Regions from separate parts of the Zea mays genome. Here region 2 is linked to region 1. A link is a contact called in public Hi-C data. All regions are on one chromosome and are shown on one strand. The core of a region is the stretch at or near the end of the contact, and the rest is flanking DNA. Distances in the headings are between cores, read along the strand shown. Region 1 holds the start of LOC103637341 (protein ROOT HAIR DEFECTIVE 3). Region 2 holds the start of LOC100273329.

Region 1 (7,636 bases), core at 4,240-6,739:
TTCACTTGAGTGTTCTTTTTGCAGGATAAGTCTGAAACCCAAGGGACCCTCAAGCGCTTCCTAAGGAGAGCTCAAAATGAGTTTGAGCTCAAGGTGAAGAAGATAAGAAGCGACAATGGGTCCGAGTTCAAGAACCTTCAAGTGGAGGAGTACCTTGAGGAGGGAGGGATCAAGCACGAGTTCTCCGCTCCCTACACACCACAACAAAATGGTGTAGTAGACAGGAAGAACATGACGCTTATCGATATGGCGAGGACGATGCTTGGAGAGTTCAAGACCCCCGAGCGCTTTTGGTCGGAAGCCGTGAACACGGCTTGCCACGCCATCAACAGGGTCTACCTTCATCGCCTCCTCAAGAAGACATCGTATGAGCTACTAACCGGTAACAAACCCAATGTTTCGTATTTTCGAGTTTTTGGGAGTAAATGCTACATTCTAGTGAAGAAGGGTAGGAATTCCAAATTTGCTCCCAAAGCCGTAGAAGGGTTTTTGTTAGGTTATGACTCAAATACAAAGGCGTATAGAGTCTTCAACAAATCATCGGGTTTGGTTGAAGTCTCTAGCGACGTTGTATTTGATGAGACTAATGGCTCTCCAAGAGAGCAAGTTGTTGATTTTGATGATATAGATGAAGAAGAAGTTCCAACAGCCGCAATACGCACCATGGCGATTGGAGATGTGCGGCCACAGGAACAAGATCAACCTTCTTCCTCAACAATGGTGCATCCCCCAACTCAAGATGATGAGCAGGAGGCGTGTGATCAAGGGGGAGCACAAGATGATCTTGCAATGGAGGAAGAAGCACAACCGACACCTCCAACCAAGTTCGAGCGATGATTCAAAGGGATCATCCCGTCGACCAAATATTGGGTGATATTAGCAAGGGAGTAACTACTCGATCTCGATTAGTTAATTTTTGTGAGCATTACTCCTTTGTCTCTTCTATTGAGCCTTTCAGGGTAGAAGAGGCCTTGCTAGATCCGGATTGGGTGTTGGCCATGCAGGAGGAGCTCAACAACTTCAAAAGAAATGAAGTTTGGACACTGGTGCCTCGTCCTAAGCAAAATGTTGTGGGAACCAAGTGGGTGTTCCGCAACAAACAAGACGAGCACGGGGTGGTGACAAGGAACAAGGCACGACTTGTGGCAAAAGGTTATGCCCAAGTCGCAGGTTTGGACTTTGAGGAGACTTTTGCTCCTGTGGCTAGGCTAGAGTCCATTCGCATTTTGCTAGCATATGCCGCTCACCATTCTTTCAGGTTGTTCCAAATGGATGTGAAGAGCGCTTTCCTCAACGGGCCAATCAAGGAGGAGGTGTACGTGGAGCAACCCCCTGGCTTCGAGAATGAACGGCACCCCGACCACGTGTGTAAGCTCTCTAAGGCGCTCTATGGACTTAAGCAAGCCCCAAGAGCATGGTATGAATGCCTTAGAGACTTTTTAATTGCTAATGCTTTCAAGGTTGGGAAAGCCGATCCAACTCTTTTTACTAAGACTTGTGATGGTGATCTTTTTGTGTGCCAAATTTATGTCGATGACATAATATTTGGTTCTACTAATCAAAAGTCTTGTGAAGAGTTCAGCAGGGTGATGACTCAGAAATTCGAGATGTCGATGATGGGCGAGTTAAGCTACTTCCTTGGGTTTCAAGTGAGGCAACTCAAGGATGGAACCTTCATCTCTCAAACCAAGTACACACAAGATTTGATCAAGCGGTTTGGGATGAAGGACGCCAAGCCCACAAAGACACCGATGGGAACCGACGGACACACCGACCTCAACAAAGGAGGTAAGTCCGTTGATCAAAAAGCATACCGGCCTATGATAGGGTCTTTACTTTATTTGTGTGTTAGTAGACCGGATATTATGCTTAGTGTATGCATGTGTGCTAGATTTCAATCTGATCCAAGGGAGTGCCACTTAGTGGCTGTGAAGCGAATTCTTAGATATTTAGTCGCTACGCCTTGTTTCGGGATCTGGTATCCAAAGGGGTCTACCTTTGACTTGATTGGATATTCAGATTCCGACTATGCTGGATGTAAGGTCGATAGGAAGAGTACATCGGGGACGTGCCAATTCTTAGGAAGGTCCCTGGTGTCATGGAGTTCTAAGAAACAAACCTCCGTTGCCCTATCCACCGCTGAGGCCGAGTATGTTGCCGCAGGACAGTGTTGCGCGCAACTACTTTGGATGAGGCAAACCCTTAGGGACTTTGGCTACAATCTGAGCAAAGTCCCACTCCTATGTGATAATGAGAGTGCTATCCGCATGGCGGATAATCCTGTTGAACACAGCCGCACAAAGCACATAGACATCCGACATCACTTTTTGAGAGACCACCAGCAAAAGGGAGATATCGAAGTGTTTCATGTTAGCTCCGAGAACCAGCTAGCCGATATCTTTACCAAACCTTTAGATGAGCAGACCTTTTGCAAGTTGCGTAGTGAGCTAAATGTCTTAGATTCGCGGAACTTGGATTGATTTATAGCATACATGTGTTTATGCCTTTGATCATGTTTCTTATGCATTTTGTTGCTTACTTGTGGTGCTCAAGTTGTACAAACATTCCCCGGACCTCACAAGTCCGTTGCAAAGGAATGCACATATTTAGGGGGAGATGTGTTACAACTTGACCCTTTGAGACTAACCGTGTGCTTGAGTTTATTTGTTTTAGTCTCAAAGGAGGTTTGAAAGGGAAAAGGTGGACTTGGACCATGAAAGACTTCCACTGCACTCCGATGAGAGGGTAACTTATTCCAAGTTCATCTCATGTACTCTTAGTGCCTTTATATTCTTATTGAAGATTTTGGTGAGGCAATGGGGTTCTAGGGCCAAGATTGATCCCGTTTTGGTGCTTGATGCCAAAGGGGGAGAAAATAAAGGCCAAAGCAATAAATGGATCAGCTACCACTTGAGAATTTTGAAAATAATAGAATAGAGATTTTGTTTTGTCAAAATACTCTTATTGGCTCTTTTTGTCAAAAGTTGGCTTCTTGTGGGGAGAAGTGTTGATTATGGGAAAATGGGGAGTTTTTGAAATCTTGAATCAATTTCTCTTGGAACGATTCTCTTTATGTCTTAACAAGTGTGTTTGACTTAGAGATAGAAATGTGAGTTTGATTTGCAAAAACAAACCAAGTGGTGGCAAAGAGTGATCCATATATGCCAAATATGAATCAAAACAAATTTGAGTTTTCATTTGCATTAATATTGCACTTGTTCTAGTTGCTTTATGTTGTGTTGGCATAAATCACCAAAAAGGGGGAGATTGAAAGGGAAATGTGCCCTTGGGCCATTTCTAAGTATTTTGGTGATTGAGTGCCAACACAAGTGCTTTTGTGTTAATCTATGCAAAGTGGTGGACAAAGTGCAAATCATGTCAAAAGGTGTGTTTCTAGACTTAGTACATTGTTTTATGGACTAATGTATTGTGTCTAAGTGCTGGAAACAGGAGAAAACAAAATGGAAAGAGATTGCCTTGTTTCAGCCATAGCCAGCACTGTCTGGGTGCACCGGACTGTCCGGTGGTGCACCGGACAGTGTCCGGTGTGCCAGGCTGGCTCAGGCGAACTTGGCGCTCTCGGGAATAAATTGGCGGCGTACGGCTATAATTCACCGGACTGTCCGGTGTGCACCGGACTGTCCGGTGAGCCAACGGTCGGCCGGGCCAACGGTCGGCTGCGCGATCTGCGCGAGACACGTGGCCGAGCCAACGGTCGGGAGGGGGCACCGGACTGTCCGGTGTGCACCGGACAGTGTCCGGTGCGCCAACGGCTCTCAGGCGCCAACGGTCGGCTTCGCCAGGAAAGGAAAGAAATCCGCACCGGACTGTCCGGTGCGCCAGGCGACAGAAGGCAAGATTTGCCTTCCTGGAATGCTCTCAACGGCTCCTAGCTGCCTTGGGGCTATAAAAGGGACCCCTAGGCGCATGGAGGAGTACACCAAGCATCCTCTAAGCATTCCTAAGCACTAAGACATCGATTCCGCGCCTTTGATTCTTTGCGATAGCAATTAGAGCTCTAGTTGAGTTGTGAACTCATTGAGTTGTGTTGTGAGCTCTTGTTGCGATTTGTGTGCGTGGTGTTGCTGTGATCTTTGTGTCTTGAGTGTGTTGCTCATCCCTCCCTTACTCCGTGCTTCTTTGTGAACTTCAAGTGTAAGGGCGAGAGACTCCAAAGTGTGGAGATTCCTCGCAAACGGGATATAGTAAAGCAAGCAAAACACCGTGGTATTCAAGTGGATCTTTGGATCGCTTGAGAGGGGTTGATTGCAACCCTCGTCCGTTGGGACGCCACAACGTGGAGTAGGCAATCGTTGGTCTTAGCCGAACCATGGGATAAACCACTGTGCCATCTCTGTGATTGATCTCTTGTGGTTATTGTGTTTTGTTGAGACTCCTCTCTAGCCACTTGGTATTATTTGTGCTAACTCCTAATCAAGTTTTGTGAGTTAAAATTCAAGTTTTATAGGATCACCTATTCACCCCCCTCTAGGTGCTCTCACCCTCCTGGGTATCTTACTTGCCGTCATCCCTAGTTACATGTTTAGGCCCCTTGGGAACACAGAAATATGAAAACACAAGATTAGGGTTAGCTATGAAATACAATCCTATAAGAAGGAAGAATTCAAGAATATTTCTCACCTAACCTTTGGATGTTACGCAGGAATTTGAATTGAGAGACATGAGCCATACAGAAGTTTCCAAGAGGTTGGTCCTCTTGTTTTCTCTCTCCAAAACTTGTATGGAGGAAAGAAATTCAAAGGAATTTTAAGGCTTATATAGAAAATGTTCCTGTAGAGAAACCCTTAAAAATCTTGATATTTTCTTTGTTCCAAAGGAGCTTTTAGGGGTGTTTGGTTTCTCTTACTAAAGTTTACGTTTGGTTTGTATCACATTGGACATTTGAATGTCAATTATGCGTATTAAATATATTCAAATTATAAGACTAATTACATATATGAAGATAAATGTCTAGACGAATTTATTAAATCTAAATGGTATATGGCTATCAAATGTTTACTGTAGCATCACGTGGACGAATCATGAACTAATTTAGCTTAATAGATTTATCTTATTGTTTACTCCTCATCTTTATAATTAGTTTTATAATTTGACTCTATCTAATGATTCTAACTAATATCTAAACATCCGATATGGTATTAAACACCACCTTAGAGCATCTCCAACAATGTCTTAAATCAGTGTCTTATCTTAAAATATAGGGCTCAACACATAAAAACACAGCTCCAACAATGTATATCTTACAAAATTTTATCAAATAAATATAAGTCACAACATCAAGTGACCCAAATATACTACACCTTAGACTAGTGCCCTATTCTTATTTTCTAATTTTTAACACTTTCTTTTCTCATAATGTAATTTAATTACTAAAATACATGATTTAGGCACTAAATAATATAGTATTTTAATTTTTAGGACATTAGTTTGCGTCATTTTAAGCCTTGTTGGGTTGCACACTCAAGCCCTTACGGCCTTACTTGTTACCCATACCCCATGCTCTTCTGCTTTTCGAAAATTACAATCACCCACCTTCCAATAAAAGCGCACACGCCTTCGTGCACCTCCCCGGTCTCTCCCCCTTTCCTCTCCCTTCCCCCTTCCCCCGCCTCCGCCATCGCCGACGCCGACCCCCACACCGGCCGACGCGCGAGCCCCGGCACCATCTTCACACGGTCCGTGTCCCTTCTCCCCTCTTTCCCCGATCAGATTGAATTTTCTTGCCTTCCTCCCGTCCGCGCCTGGTGCCTATCTACCTGTGCTGCAGGCCTCCCTGGACGCCGCCGGCGCAGGGGTGGAGATCCGTCCCAAACTTTCTCTGGTTGTGTTGGTTAGGACGCCCTAGTTTTCTTGCTTGTTTTGGTCTGCAGAAACTTCTCGCTGTGAACCCTCAAATCCAAATCTCCCTTCCTGGGATGGACGATGGATCCCTCGGCTTGTGGCAGATTTGCTTGTGCGCTTTGTAGAACAAGTATTTACTTTCCCCATGACCAGATTCTCGAGGGGTTCAGCTGAGCTCCACGCTCTCGTGGTAACCCGACGCTGATACTGTACCCTGTGCGATCTTTAGTAATAATTGCAGTATTCAGCCGTAGATGACCTAAGGAGAAGCGTAGTTAGCGCAGATATCCATCAATTTGCACCCTTTGTACAGTAACATTGCTGTTATGCAGTTTCTACCCAATTTAATACTGCTGATCTCTACCGGAATTCTGAGGCATGGGCCACAAAACAAAGGTCCATCGAGTTGGTTTTTGTATGGTGTACACAAAAATCTGCCAATAATTATTTGATCGTGCAGTATGAAAAGTACCTGATTATTCACCAGTACAGTCTGATAGCCTTCTCCTTAAAAGTCCAATATATTTCTTCTTGTGCTGATATTATTCACTAAGGACTTACGCTAATCAACTATTTTCAATTTTATTTTGGGGGGAAATGCTGGAAGCAGGCGAATGCTGCAATCATATTGCTTTTAATTCGTTTTTTCCTTCTGATTTTGGATGTGGTGGTTTATTCATTTTTGAATTCTGCAGAGCATAAATGGGTGATGCGTGTTTCTCAACACAGCTAATTGATGGAGATGGGATCTTCAACGTCTCCGGATTGGAGAACTTCATGAAGGATGTCAGATTGGGTGAATGCGGGCTGTCCTATGCTGTTGTATCAATAATGGGCCCGCAAAGTAGTGGTATGGTGTCTCTCTTTTCCGTTGTTTTGATTCTGTTCACTGCATGCTTCCTTTGTCTGATTACACCATGGTTTCTCTCATTTTCTTGTAGGGAAAAGTACACTTTTGAATCATCTTTTTGGCACCAATTTTAGGGAGATGGATGCCTTCAGAGGAAGGCATGTTTCTAGTCCCTTCTGATTTATCTTCCATTTCTCATTACAAGCCTTCTTGGCTCTGGTGCAGCCTGTTCTTCTTTACCTTATTTAGTATTTTTTTTGATACCATCAGGTCACAGACTACCAAAGGTATATGGCTAGCGAAGGCCCAGAATATTGAACCGTGCACCCTTGTAATGGATTTGGAAGGAACTGATGGAAGAGAGAGGGGAGAGGTAATAAAACTAGCATACCTCCAATTTTGATGTGGTTTGGTTTTGATGTGGTGCTACTGGTGTCAGAGAGACCATATGCTTAATTGTACTTGTTCCTATAAGTTTTTTTCCTTATATTATAAATCTGAAACAAAGTTTCTTTGATATCCCAAGTATCTTCTGCATCCTGAACTTTGCTGTGGCATATTGTATAGTGGAGCCTCTTAATTACTCTCTATTAATTTAAAATTATTAATTTATTATTAATTTATTATAGTGGAGCCTCATATTGTTGAGTAAGCCTCATCTCATCTTGTAATAAGTTGAATTTTGCTGAAACTGATCCTTCCCAAAATTACATTTTGTGTTATGGAGCTAATACTCCACATTATACTGAATTGTTGATGCATAATTGATAATTCATACGCATGATATTTCAGGATGATACAGCATTTGAGAAGCAAAGTGCATTGTTTGCTTTGGCCGTTTCGGACATTGTGTTGATTAATATGTAAGTTTGTTTAGTGAAGCGATCGTTGTTGGACTTGGAATCTTGGACCTATTATCCCCTT
Region 2 (7,583 bases), core at 3,707-6,206, 260 kb before region 1:
AGAATAACAGATGGAAACATGACTTGTGTATATTAGCTAGACCATGGGGCCATATTCTGATATCTCAAAGAACAACAAAAAGAAGCAAAAGGGGGAAATATGAACCAAACCTCTGAAATAGCATGGATGGCTTGCTGTCTAGAATAATAGCGTTCAGAAAGATAGAGCTTATCAAGAACAGGCTCTAGTTCATGCTCCGAAATAAACCTGCAGAAAAGGTTTTCTCAATTGAAGAAGGGTTGAAGGTAATACAAAATTCTGTTATAAACTGCAAATATGTGCACTAGCATACCCATCATTATCTTTGTCAAGTTTGAAAAACCGATCCTTCGCAACTGTTATGTTCCCAATTTGGGAAATATCTGCATTCTCGTCATCATAACCATGTATATGGTCATGTAGCCCAGTAAAGTATTCTTCAAAGTTTAACTTTCCATCACCATCTTTATCCCTCTGCCTGGATATGGCATAATAAGGAATTTCAAACATAAACTCAAAGAAACTGAAGTGTGCTCTAATGGATAGACCTAGTCACCTAGTGCTGAAGGCCCCACATAAATGGGGTCTCGGGAAAGAATTACCGAGACAATCCTTACCCTTGTATTTTTGCAGAGAGACTGCATTGAACCTAGGACCTTTGGCTCAGTGGGAAGGTTCCTCACCACTGCGCTAGCCTATCTATAGTGCACATAAATAGTTAATGATGGAAGAATATCCAGTTATCCACCTTTAAAAACTCATTAGAGTGACACAAAAATCAATAACTTCCAAGTTTCCAGACATGATGGATCATTCAATAGGTTCTTTGGTGTTTTAATCAAAGCAACATGCTTTACTCAGGTGTGTTAGTTTCTTTTGCTTCAAGTGATTTATTTATGCCTCAAAACATCTTTATCCCTGAGAACCTAGTTTGTTCATTTCCATGGGTTCAATATAGAGATGTCTAGTTTGTAAGTTATAGAAGGTTTAGTATTGTTAGCAGAGACAATTACAGGCGCATATGGCAATGAGCCTGGTGCACATAGATAAACAGGATCATATCCCACTAATCAGGGGATGGTTGAGCGACATTGGTGCAGCAGAGGATAGTTGAGCGGCGTTGGTGATTATTGACAGCTCTGATCAACGAATTGTAAGGGGCTCTTGTGATTATCCCTACGGTAGATTCACGAAGACTAACTTAAGGGGTGTTTGGTTTCTATGGACTAATTTTTAGTCCCTCCATTTTTTCTATTTTAGTCTCTAAATTACTAAATATGGAAACTCAAACAGAGTTTTAGTTTCCGTATTTGGCAATTTAGAGACTAAAATGGAATAAAATAGAGGGACTAAAAATTAGCCCCTACAAACCAAAGTACCAAACACCCCTTTAGTGAAATGGTGGCTTGTTGGAGTGCTCTCCTAGAGCGATTGTCACGGTACCATATGTGGGCCTTGGCTTATTGCATCGATATGCATGTGAATCATCTAAGGTTAGACTCGCCGCATGAGGACGTAGGCTGCCAGCAAGCAACCAAATCTTGGGGATAAAATTGTCTCTACCTCTTACCCTGTGTGGTTAGCGCTTCGATTTACACCTGCTATTACATATTATTTTCATAATCATATTGTGAAGTATTCTCTATTACTTATTACGCTTCTGCATATAAGTATTATCTTAATTCTTATGATAAGTTTTTATTAGAGAAACTTTTATAGGCTATTCATCTCCCTCTAGCCATCTAGATCCTATCAGGGAGCAACTTAACAATATGATGATGTGGCACAACAACTGAGCTTCTTTTGCATTTTTAACTTAATAAGGGGTTTTCAACCACAACAGTAGCAGGGCAGGGTTGTTTAGTGTAAAGGGTCAAAAAAAAAACTTCTTTCAATGTGTCCGATGCAGAAACTGTTGTCCACACAGTTCAGACATGTGAACAGCAATTTTCAACATAAGACACGTAGTTGAACTTGCCTCACAGGATACTAATTAGACTGCATGTGACATAGTCAAAACGACAGGATAAGAAAGATTGCAATGGTAAGAACAAATGCTCCCCAGATTTCATAAAACATAATCAAAGATAGACAGTTTCAGCGATGTCTCTATGACCTCATGGCCCACTCATCAGTGAACCAACACCTTAGTTTTGAAGGGTTATGCCATCTTTAGTACATGTAGGGGTGGTAATGGGCTATAAACTTTACACTGCAAATTTTAAGGATCGAATCGGATTAGGGTCGGGCTCTATTCTTATTCATTTTTTAACTAATATTATTTAAGGGCCTTAACTTTTGTGAAGAGGCATTTGGATCGTGATCCATTACCACTCCTAAGTACATGTAAGTCATCTTAGTGTATGATCATGATTTTTGGTCCTTGACTTGGGCTAATGTTAGGTGGAACCTATCTAGAATTCAGATTATTAGGATGCATATTACTGCTTGTCTCTCGTGAGCAATGGAATTATTAAGTATTGCCCTGGCATATAACTAAAAAGTCGTTTCACTAATCACTAGTGGTTAAACCCTGTTGCCTGCTACAGCATGAAAATGTTAAGCCTGAAACAAATTTCACAAACATATATTTTGATGGCTCGAGGATTCAGGATTCAGGACTCTGAAGCCAATAATTGATTTGTATAAAGTTTATGTACCCTTTTAAGGCTAAACCCAAGATTAAACCACTCCAAATCCATGACACATATGCTGCTAAAATTAATGTAAAGTAGGATAGAAAATAGATGTAAAGCTGACAAAGCATGCACCTTATTTCTTGTTTGCAGAGCAAATTGATGATTTTGGGATTATCCGAATCACTTGGATTAAGGAAACTGTAAGGAAAATAAAAAGGCAGATGTCAGGAAATAATGAAGAACCATATTACTAAGAAAGTTGACGTTTGGTACTACTGAAACGAATGCTTACTCATTGAACTCAGTTTTATCAAGGAAACCATCAGCGTTTGCATCTGACGCATTGAAATGATCCTCCTTCCACCATTCGAACCCAAGCATATTGCCCTCTCCTGCAGAACATGAACCGAGCGATCAGCAAACCAACGTAGGAAAATACAGTGATAGCAGGAACCCTTTCCTTGCATTTCTACACTCATTGCTTCACGCGGAGACAACATTGCTACACTTATTGCTTCACGCACAGAGCCGGACCTGAGGGGGGTCGAGGTGGGCGGCCGCCCAGCGCCCCCAAAATGTTAGGGGCCCTCAAATATATACTTAAGTATAGTACTTAGTTATTTAATAAACTCAAATGGTGTTAGCTTGGTTAGCCCAACCGTCTAATGCTACGACCTATGGATGGCAACGGGTATATATCCATTGGGTAGTAGCATTCCATACTTGTACCTATAAAACAATTCTACCCGTTGGATTATCCATATATATACACGGGTATAGAGTTTTACCCATACCCATATCCACACAGATAATTTTACTAACGTGTATGGGTAGTACTCAATACTCATTAACATACCCATGGGTAAAGAAATCATCCCATACTCTCCTTATAATTAGGTAAAATCCGTCGAGTATTCGAGTTTTGGGTACCCATTGTTAGGGGTGGTAACGGGCCATTTAGTTTAGCCTAGCAAATTTAAGGATCGAGTCAAGTTAGGGTCGGATTATAAAACAATACAATTTTGAACTAACAAAATTAAGGGCTTTGTTGATTTGTGAAGCAAGTATTAGGGTCATGATCCATTACCACCCCTACCCATTGTCATCCCTACTATGACCTGCTATCCTCCTCACTCCTTATAATTAGGTAAAATCCGTCGAGTATTCGAGTTTTGGGTACCCATTGTCATCCCTACTATGACCTACTATCCTCCTCACGTAAACGGGCAACCCAGCCTCTACCATCTTGCTCACGTAACGTAAGCCGGAAATGGTTACTGGCCTGCTCACGTAAACCAGTTCCCAAATCAGGACTCAGAATATAATACATCTAGAAAACCTAATTCTTGTCGCCAGTGCCACCACCACGTCGACAAAGGACTGGACAATCTAGATAGGACTGCAAACGCCGGGACACGCTATCGACGATCGACCTTTGCACGTACGTGTACACGTATACCATAGGCAGGAGTAGCTAATTGCGTTTAATGTGTGGTCCATCAAAGTGTGTTTACATATATAGATGTCAAAAGGGTACATATATAGAGGTCAAAAGGGCCTCTATATAAGCTTTTGTCCAGGGCTCCTAAAATCTCAGGCACGGCCCTGTTCACGCAGAAACAAAAGTAGAGTATTTTGGCAATGTTACCATGGGATTCTTGGCGCAGAGCATTGAAGGCTTCGAATGAGACTATCTCATCGCCGTTCTTGTTGTAGAGCTCCATCTCCCTGGCGGAGCGGTGGTGCTGGTCAGCCCTGGCCTGCTGGAGGTTCCAGGCGGTGAGCTCGTCGAGGGAGACGAATCCGTCCTGCGGGGCGACGTCGATCTTGGGGAAGAGCGCGCGGATACGGTCGGCGATGTTGAATCGGTCGTCGTCGTTGATGAAGTCCTCCTCCTCCTTGAGGAACTCCTCCCACTCCTTCATATGGTCATCCGGCTCGCCGCCGTGGAGGAGGCTGTAGTGCTCGCGCTCCCACTCCTTGTCGTCCAGCCGACGCTCCAGCTCGGCGATGGTCGGGTCGAAGGAGGCCGCATGGTGGTTTTGGTGCTGCGTCTTCTGTTGCCCCCCGTTCCCACCGGAGGAAGCGTCGGATGGTAAGGAGCTCTTTGGGTGGAGCTTGAGGCGGCGGTGGAGGCTGCGGCCGTGGGCGTGGGGCTGGAGGCGGGGCGAGTAGGAGGCGAGGAGAAGCAGCAGGATCAAGCCGCACACTACGTAGAGGAGGAGAACGGTGACATGAGACTTCCGCCCCGCCGAGGCCGCTGCCGGCGCCGGTGCCATCGCCGGCAAGGGGCGGAGATGGAGGAACGGGTGGGTGAGGTCCGTTTGCGGGTCCGAGATTTGGACCCGTTTAACCAGTACTCCCCCAGGAGGTGCGATTTGCAAGCAGCCATGCGTGTCCGACTGTCCGAGACGGCCCGAAGAAGTGACACGCATTTTCACAGATTTTTTTTCAGTATAGGGGGCCGAGGGTCCTCCACCAAAGGCATTTTCACAGTAAACTTTTTTTTTGAACAAAGTCATTTTCACAGTAAACTGAGACATCCTTTATGTCAACATCTTTTTTAAAATCCTACGGTTTTCCTATATTTTTAAACTAATGCTTCCACTGACCTCAAATACAGCACCCCAAGGGTGAGCCTCTACGCAAAACTTAGAAGACACGCGGGACCAATTCGATGAAGTCTACAATGTAGCACTCTTGCGGTCGGCAAGGTACCAGCAAGCACTGTGAAGGTACCACGGCTGTCGCGTTCGAAAAAGGATTTTGCAAGTAGAAGACTTGGTACTCTGGCAAGTCCAGACTAACAAAGACCGATACAAACCGTCTCTACCATGGAAGGGGTCATTCATAGTTGGAGAGGTACTTCGATCAGACATCTACAAGCTGAAGGACAAGAAGGGGAGGACGCTTCCCAACACATGGAACATCGAGCAACTGCGTCAATTCTATCCATATCAAGACTTCGACGCTCCTAAACCAACCTACTCCTGACCCTAGGCTGGATGCCTTAAGGGCTCAGGAGCGAGAGGGGGAGGGGAGCAGTACCTAAGAACTAGCCTCTCTTGCTAACAATTTTTTGTCCTTCCAGTCGGTGTGACATTTATACCCTTCTGAGCAAACACAGACACGCTAATACCTCTTTGTTGTCTGCCCGGCTAATGCAGGGTCTCGAGAAATTCAAAGGGAGCCAGAACCGACCGAGCCACCCTTCGAGAACGCCCTGACCTAAATTACTAGACGAATGCCAAGGGATCGCTTTCCGGCAAGGACCCGAACACGTTCACGGACGTCAAGGGATCGCTTTCCGGTAAGGACCCAAACTCGTTCAAATTCCTTTAGCAGGGTCCAAAGAGTGAAAAAAACTCACAACAAGACAACCATGAATTCTGGAGTTCGAAGACCGAGCCACGAAGGGCTCGCGGTCGCTCCGGCGAAAATTGGGTAAGGGGCAGCCCAAGATGGGCACACTAGCGGCCAAGACCCTAACATATGAAACATTGAGGGTGTCACCAGCTCATGTTTGAGTCCTAGGAGAATCTGACTCATGGTTTATCACGAATAGAGGCAGCGATCCATTGGTTCCAGTCGAACGGAATCGACAACTATATGAGTCGGTGTGACGTTCGCAGCAACGTCGAAATCACCCAGTAATGGGCCCTGAACCACATTAGATGAACTCTCAAATGGACCGATGGCATTCTCAAAGTTACCACAGATGTGTAGCTGCAAGGTGGCAAGAGCTACTACCGCGCCTCGGTGAAGTCTCGAGCTCCACGGTCAAGGAGACGCTAATTGTAATCCCCATCACGGACATAGGCAGGCTCCGTTGTAGGAAACGGTGACGCCTAAGAGAGGGTGAATTAGGACTTCTAAAACTTTCTCTAAACTAGGCCACAAATAAATCTCTAGAGCAAAACCTATGTAAATAAATAATCTAGAATGTGCAAACTAGGTTTTGTAGTGTTGCTATCTCTACCTCAAAGGCTAAGTTTCAATCCAAATAATCTAAACAAAAGACAAGATTGAAACTTAAATACTTAATGTAAATGTGAAAGGTAAAGAGTAAGGTAGAGATGCAAACTCTCGTGGATGACGCCGGTATTTTTACCGAGGTATCTGGAACCACGCAAGGTCCCGACTAATCATCGTTGGTGCCCCTATACAAAGGGAAGCCCACGCGAGGTCCAAGCACCTCGGTCGAGTAACTCCGTAGAGACCCGTGGGCCTTCTCCACACGCAAGTGGTGCTCCGCTTCCGGCTCCTCTCGAACGCTCCCCGTCGTCTCCACTATCGAGCTTCCGGCCAAAACGTCATGGGCCTTGTTCCCTCGGATACACGGTGGCGGTCGTGAGTCGTGACACAAACACGGTTGTCATGGTCTTGCAAGACTCTTGCCCCACTCGATACAATTAGAACGGCTCGCGCAAGAGCCGATGGGTTGTGTGGTTTTTCTAAACTTACTCAACTAACTTGGATTCATCTAGAGCAAGCACATAAGCGGTCTAACTAACCTAAGCACTTCGCAAAGCACCTATGCTAATCACCGAGTGATTCTATTAAGCACTTGGGTGTTTGAGCACTTAGAAATGTCTACAATATGCCTTGGTATGTTTCTTGGGCTCCCACACCTTGAAATGGTCGGTTGGGGGTATTTATAGCCTCCCCCTAATTATAACCGTTGGACAGAAGCAGCAACTTTCTGACGACGGACGCACCGGACAGTCCGGTGCACACCGGACATGCACTGTTCACTGTCTGGTGCCCTGCCACGTCAGCCAACTGTTGGGGTCTGTAGCATTCGACCGTTGGATCCGACCGCTACCCAGACTGTCTGGTGCACACTGGATAGACCGGTGCTACAACCTGAGAGCGCCCGTTGTGGGACTCTCTGCGCAGACTGCCCGGTGTCCCACCGGACAGTCCGGTGCACACTAGACAGGTTACTGTTCACTGTCAGGTGTG

What was found. A called contact is a pair of places that touch in the nucleus more often than the background predicts.
Region 2: a Hi-C map of tassel shows a contact between it and region 1, with 2.9 times the contacts expected there. The contact joins the promoter of LOC100273329 here to the promoter of LOC103637341 in region 1. A contact is called at or near these places in 2 of 25 Hi-C or Micro-C datasets (leaf mesophyll and tassel).

What each region holds. Positions count from the first base shown.
Region 1 is chr8:142,732,356-142,739,991 of Zm-B73-REFERENCE-NAM-5.0, reverse strand. LOC103637341 (protein ROOT HAIR DEFECTIVE 3) reads left to right here and starts at 5,489. Exons shown (of 23, transcript XM_008659560.3): 1 at 5,489-5,696; 2 at 6,558-6,712; 3 at 6,804-6,870; 4 at 6,983-7,085; 5 at 7,505-7,575. The coding sequence starts at 6,565.
Region 2 is chr8:142,993,614-143,001,196 of Zm-B73-REFERENCE-NAM-5.0, reverse strand. LOC100273329 reads right to left here and starts at 4,956. Exons shown (of 6, transcript NM_001147770.2): 1 at 4,267-4,956; 2 at 2,911-3,010; 3 at 2,751-2,816; 4 at 111-207. The coding sequence starts at 4,897.